Linked DNA regions of Zea mays: region 2 is linked to region 1. Evidence: chromatin contacts called from public Hi-C data. All regions are on one chromosome and are shown on one strand. Each heading gives the region's core, a stretch centred on a gene start, on an enhancer-like site or on the middle of the called end of the contact. The rest is flanking DNA. Distances are from core to core; before and after follow the strand shown. Region 1 holds the start of LOC100283636 (ATGP4). Region 2 holds the start of LOC100278683.

Region 1 (3,661 bases), core at 381-2,880:
CCCATCCCACTCTTGTTCGTTCCCTTTTCCTCTACCGCGTTGCAAGTCTTGTCTTAACTTGATCCTTTGGTGTGCTTTTGCCTGTTACCTCCCTTACCTTTGTAATCTCTAGATCTTTCCATGATGCTTATCTTATACCTACCTTTTGAAATATCATCTTTCCCATCTCGATTTGAGAATGGTGTTTTACATAGCATGACCTTTGCGTGCTCTCCCTTGTTGGTTACAATCCTTGCTTTAACTCCATCCTTTATTATGCTCATGCCCCTATCTGGCATGTCTTACCATTCCCCTGTCTTTCGATGGCCTTAAAGTAGTTCCCCATTTGTAAGGAAAGACCACCATCTAGTTAACATAAACATGTAGCAACGAGATGTTTGTCGTTGAATGCTTGTGATGTTTGTCTTTGTGTTATGACTGATTTGCTTCTTTGTGATGAGTGTTGATGTGATGTGAGGACGAGGTCAGGTGAGGCGGAGCCAAAGAAGGGGACAGACGAACCGAGAGGAGGCCACTCGAGTGGGTTCCTCGCTTGGCCCAAGACTGACCCGCCATAAATGACCGTCGCATTAACTACTCCTGGCACCGAGCCACTGTAGGAGAGTCAGCCCACGTCCCACTCATGATCTGTGAGCCCCTCGGTCTATGGTGCAATCATGACCTACTGAGCCTAGGCCAGAGTTTGTCGGTCATCTACAGGACTCGCAATACAACGAGCCATGTAGATACCTAGCTTACAGAGGCCAAGGGTCGGCGTGGCGCAAAGGCAGTGATGATGGCATTGGGGCTCCACCAAAAGAAATGGGGAGTGTGCAAATATGACTAAGAGAAGGGAGGTCATGACAACCCCCTTCCAATTGCGACACCTGGCGCGACTACGAGGGGATGATGCATGAAGGAAAAAACTCCTACTTAAATATAGTAGTGATTATTAGTTAATAGAGAACATATCTGATGCACATGGAAGATTGGTGCACATGGTACACATATTAAATCATCACCACTCATTTTATATCTAACTTCTCTAGTTGTTTAATATATTTTGCTAAGGACACCCTCCAACGTGGTGGTGTGTATTGGTCGAAGGTGTTATTTGTAAATTGAATGATCAACTAGAGACGTTAGATCTAAAATGAGTGGTGATGATTTAATATGTGCATCATGTGCACCAATCTTCTATGTGCACCAGATATGTTCTCTAGTTAATAATAGTCACTAGAAGATACTTATGACTTATCTAAGTAATGACTAAGGGTATTACTTAAGATAAAAGATAATCCCATCGTTTGCTATCTTCACCTAAAGTTAGATGTATATTTATTTTACGACATAATAGGAGTCATGCTTACAAATTTAGATAGATATACTATATCCGTTTATAAATATATGACATCATTGATTTTTTTTAAAACTTTAAATAATAACCTTATTTAAAAGATATAATGAATTATAATTTATTTTGTGTGTTCTATTTTACTTTGTTTAAATGTGATTTAAAATTTTATATTGTAAAATAAATATTTTAAATAAGACTAGTGGTATTTTTTTAAAAAAAGCCACCGCCATCGTATATTCACTCACCAACGGTATAAAATCATCTTTCTCGTCGGAATATATCGATCGATACCCGTTCGGCGTTCGCATCAGCTTGTTGCTGCTGCTGAAGGAAAAGACAATTTTCTCCTTACCTCCTGGGCTCAGGCCTCAGGCGCACAGCCTTCTGCTTCTCTTCCTCTCCTCGCGTCCCCCCACCAAACCCTAACCCGAGCACCCAGCCCCTCCTCGCGTCTGCTCGCGCCGGCCTTTGGGGCTCTCACTCTGAGCGGCAGGGACCCGCAGGGCTCCGGTTGTGTCCAGGAAACATCCCAGTTGTTGGCGAGAGACCAAGAAATGGCGGAGAAGGAGGGAGCGAAGGTTGGAGCGGAAGAGATGGAAGAGCGGGAGCAGGAAGGGGAGGCAGAGGAGGTGGAGGTGAAGTTTCGTCTCTTCGATGGCTCTGACATCGGTCCCGTGCGCTGCAACGCCGCCGCCACTACCGTAGCCGCCCTCAAGGATCGCGTCGTCGCCGATTGGCCCAAAGGTCTTAAAAGTTCCGTTTTTTTGAGTTGAGGAACTCTTGTGAGGCGTAATGAGCCGGCCCCGCCCATGCTGTGAAGTCTTGTGATATATACTGCTAAATTTGCTTATATTTTTGTTGCTATTCTTAGTCCCTATGTCTATGTGTCGCAAGGAGGAACATAGGGCTTTAAAGGGAATGAGCTCAGATTTTCTTATTCGTTGCCTTCATTGTTTGGTGCCTGATTTAGGGAAAAGGAAGTGTGCCTCCATTATTAGCAACCACTTCTTTTGTTGAGATTCTAAATGGATTCAATTGAAAATATTCGAGGCATAGCAGAAACGGTATGGAATATGCTGCAGCAAAAAGATAACTAGGAATTGGTTTTTCCCTACCTCTAAGCTTGGTAGATGAATGGAAGATTTGAGCTTAATTAATTGTTTTGTGGCCTAACCTCAGTGTTAAACTATCCTGGTATTTATGATGGCTATACCAACTAGCTTCTCAACCAGTTATACCGATCAGAACATTTTTTTTGGGAGGGGGGAGGGCTTGCTTTGCTGGTCCGCGTTTGAATCCTGGTACAGCTTCTTAAGGCAAAAACCCAGGGGTGTCTCCCCACTGTGGTCCAGTTTTTTTTATGATGATTGTGCCTGAATATACTTATATAACCTATCTAGATGCAACTAGGGATGAAAACAGTTGGAAACGATATTATCTATACGAAAACGATTACCGGTTGGTCGGAATTTTACCCGGTTTCATAATTAGTCTACTTATTAACGACTACAATATGATGTTGACAGAAATTTAAAATTCAAAATTTTTAATACAGTAATTTTCGGAAACAGTATTGTATTTACTGAAACGATACCGTTACGAGGCCCTGATTACGGAATTTTTTGTTTCGGTTTTCATCCCTAGATGCAATCACTAAGAGTCATTAATTTCTATTTATCTGCATCCACGAAGCTACATCATCCGATTTGTTCTAAGCCACATCATATTTGAAGAAATGTCAAACCATATGTTGCCTTTGGTTCAAACATTAATAGTGTAACTTCCTCTTTTTTAAAGAAAAGCAGAAATAATGAGTTGATCTTTAACGATGTCCACAGCGCTATGATTTCAAAAGAAATGTTATCAAATTTTACAGAAAATTTACTTATGATTGGATATTATCCAACTGCATTTGAGATAAAGTTATTAATAATCCACTGAAATAGTACACTTCACTGATTCAACATAGGTAACACTTTTGTGAGCTAGGGTATGCATTTTCACTGGTGTTTACTTCCCCCTGCTCATTTTCCTACCCAGCTGATATGAGGTCTCATCATGCACCTAATTCATCAAAAGTATTTTTGCAGAAATAGTTTCATGACCAGTTTTTGGCTCTTCTGTTCCTCTATTAATTCTGGAGTTAGTTTGTTTGATGCAATAAATTGGTTTACATAAAAAATATTCTAGAGCATATCAGTTATAAGTTTAGTTCTGGGTTTGGTAAACAACCAATTCATACATTTGCACATGTTTGTGTAATATTTTTATTGCCACGATTTCTTTGTGTTGCAGATAAATCAATTATCCCAAAGACTGCTAGTG
Region 2 (3,546 bases), core at 329-2,828, 570 kb before region 1:
CACCGCTCAAGAAAGAAATGGATATGCTGAAAAATAGTATAGTTGGCTCTAAAACACGAAAACCAATTTGCTAAAGACACTCGTAAGAATAATTTCAAACCACAAATTTCCATCTCATACATACAGATCCACGAAATCACTCACCACTTTCATCATCATCATAATTCAATGCAGCTTTTTCAAGCAAGCAAGTTCCCATTTCACCCATGGCTTCCGCAAACTCTGTATAAATAGATTACATGTGACTGTAAGAACGACAGATGAAATATCTGATGTGAAGATAGGGACAGTTTTATTTCATTAGAAGTAAAAATAGCAATCACCATATACACTATTTGTCGTTGCGGCTGCAGCTGAAAGCAAGCTATCGTAACAGTTCCTCATATCTTCCATTTCCTGCAAAGTACAATTCCATGTTTGTTGCAAAAGGTGGGTTAAATTTTTTTAATTTCCACTAGAGGGCAGTTGTGGCCCCAAATCTTTTCTTCCTATTACAGTTCACATGAGAAAGTGAATGACTTGTGAATTTGTCTGAAAATTTAAATCATGGATCAGCTTATAGTCCTGTCAAACTTGTACCATATAATAAACTTCAATCACTATCCAACATCACATTCATGTCTGAACAGCTTTCACCATAATTTATCCATTAAGATGCAGTCAAGTAAAGACAGGAACTGTTCATTGTATCTGAGACGGAAATGCTGAAAAAAAAGACTCAATTCCCCTGAATTTCAGAAAACGTATTTCCACTGGTATTGAATATAATAACGCCCAGCAGGCAATGCTAGGTTAAACAAATGATCAGTTCCTCTCATGACGACTTTGAATTGCTGACTGTAGACGAGTTCTAGATAGCTACTTTCTGCGACCCAAGCTTCCTACCGTGGACTTTGACCAGGAAGAAACAGGCCACAAAATGAATACTATGTGCTTCTGGACTCCAAATCTCTAGTGGCCACAATAATACATGAAAGCGATCAAATCCACACATTTCACTGATCATATCCAAATAATGTATGAACAGATTACTAAGTAGAATTCCCAGTCTAAAAGAAAAAGCGCAAAACTATATATAAGAAATAAACACGAAAAAGGATTTATAGCTCAGAAAAGAATGTATAGGCGAAGGTCATTCGATCCTAAAAAATCATCGTGCCCCAGGAACAAATCACTGCGGCCAACACAGCCCATGAAAATCAGCGGCATAAGCAAGCGACGGGACAGCGGCTCCTCGACGAGCACACACGATCCGACTTTAACGCGTAACCACACGGCAGAACGAACGGCAATAACCGAGAGGAATGAACAGAGGCGTTCGCGGCGGAGAGGAGACCTGGGCGGCGTAGACGAGCTCGTCGAGCTTGGCGGACGGCGGGCGGTGGTCCTTCCTCTCCCTGTGGTGGTGGTGGTGATGAAGGGCGAAGCCCCGGAACCTGCGCAATGGCGATTTCATCTCCTTCCACCCTGAATCCCCAGACAGGAAACGCAACTTGGAATCGCAGGCCCTTGATGATGATTAGTATGGGGAGAGGGGGAAGGCGAGGCTGGCTTTCTTCGGCTCTTCGCTGCTGCAGCTCTCAGGCTGAATTTGGGACCAAAACTGATGTGGAGAGAGAGTCGGGGAACGGTCAGTCGTCGGAGAGGAGAGTCTTTATGGCGTGATTTTCGGAGAGAGAATACATGGAGTCATTTATTTTGGTCCATGTTTGACCAAACGAAACCAGCATGACCCAAATATATGGCATAAACAAACATAAAAAAGGTAGTTGCATGGCTGCTCCTGCTTAGAACTTTTAAAGGCAAGTTTGAAAGTAAGGGAAGAGAAACCCGAAAAGACAAGGAAGAAAAATCTCCCGAAAAGACAAGGAAGAAAAATCTCTTAGCACTAGTTTGGAAACTCAAATTTCTTTACGATCCCCTTCATTTCTGTCATGAAAAAGATCCACGGGTCTCTGAGGCCCACCGATCGGAGAGATTGTACGGGATAAGAATCTCTGGACTATATGGAATCACCGACTAGCAGGGGATAAGGGAACTGTCTACCCTGGAAGTGCTCGCCCCCGGATAAACCCCGAGGCACTAAGCTCGGGGTTAGGCGTGGTGGAGCTAGAGAGGGGGACCGCGCGAACCGAAGGAAAGCCACTCGAGGGGATTCCTTGTCTGGCCTAAGACTGACCAGCCATAAGTGGTCGGCTGCATTAACTATTTCTGGCACCGAGCCGCAGTAGAGAACAGTCACACCCGGATTTAAAGGATAAAGTTGGGTGCGTCTCATATGTGCGCCAAGAAAGAACATCACATATAATGACAAAGTGTATAGAAATAAATGTCATAAATATCATAAATATAATTATTACATAACGAAAGTCTTACAAGGAAATAAATAATGATAAAAACGAACTAAATATTATTTTCTGGCGCCACAGAGCTGACTGGGAGACGCCACCTAAATCAACATGTAAGCTTCATTGTAGGGCGGCTCCTCTTCAACCACCTTCTCTTCACATGTGGAGGGTTTATATATCGCAAGAGTGAGCTCACAAAAGATCATAGCTCAACAAGTTGTGGGGAATAATGTGCATGAACTCACCAAAGGTGGGAATTCATGTGAAGTGTAAGGCTGATCAACAAAATAAAAGTTGAAGGTGAGCATTGCTTTTATAAGTTGGTCAAAATTTTATTAGCAGTTACTAAATGTAAGTGAATACTAAACCATAGCAATAGTAAATTAAAATAATAATAAATCCCAATGCGATGCAAATGATAAATTGAATTTAATTCTATAAGTTAATCATGTGAGTGTCCGAGCCGCTCATGACCGTGAGCACGGCTAGTATACCAGTTTTACACTCTGCAGAGGTTACACATCTTTACCCACAAGTCGTGTTACCCATTTGCCACGGGGTTGATCGGACCCCATACACCTCTACCAAGGAAGCGAGGCAGAGTACCACTACGAGGCCTTTACAAAGTTCCACTAGCTTCAGAAAACCCACTACAGTTTCTAGGAAGCTACAATGCAGGGAACCCTCGCCTGACCGCCATCGCAGCAAAATTAACCCAAGGGCCTCCCCACACTGACCACTCCCATACTGCCCTTGCCCCTATCGGGTAAGGTAGTCCTCCACTAGCTTTCCTAGTTAGTCAGTCAAGGGTGTCCCATACCACCCTTGTGGTAGCACTGTTTTCCGGGTGGTTCTCCATGTTCCCATTAACATAATCATCTTGTCATGAACAGTAAATAATAAACTGATAATAAAAGTGTAATCATGTATAATGTATATCTCCATGCCCAAAACCACATAAAGCAATAGCAGGTACTACCCAAAAATTCAGTGGTAAAACAAGGTATAAAGATAGCCAAACTAGGGTAACCTATTGGGTCCCATCAAAATTAACCTATACAGATCATTATGATTAATAAGAACATGACTGGGTAAAAAGAGGTGATCAAGGGCACAACTTGCCTTCAACGAGCTCCTGCTCGGCAATCTCCACCTGCTGAACCCCTGGATCCTCTGTGGCTTGCTCGTCTACTCGCGA

The links. Hi-C and Micro-C count contacts between places; a contact is called where the count stands out from the background.
Region 2: a Hi-C map of ear shows a contact between it and region 1, with 2.0 times the contacts expected there. The contact joins the promoter of LOC100278683 here to the promoter of LOC100283636 in region 1. A contact is called at or near these places in 4 of 25 Hi-C or Micro-C datasets (ear, leaf, seedling and 1 more).

The regions. Positions count from the first base shown.
Region 1 is chr10:112,688,276-112,691,936 of Zm-B73-REFERENCE-NAM-5.0, reverse strand. LOC100283636 (ATGP4) reads left to right here and starts at 1,630. Exons shown (of 3, transcript NM_001374041.1): 1 at 1,630-2,080; 2 at 3,632-3,661. The coding sequence starts at 1,891.
Region 2 is chr10:113,256,561-113,260,106 of Zm-B73-REFERENCE-NAM-5.0, reverse strand. It overlaps LOC100278683, which reads right to left and starts at 1,578. Exons shown (of 11, transcript NM_001371665.1): 1 at 1,337-1,578; 2 at 324-396; 3 at 145-222. The coding sequence starts at 1,456.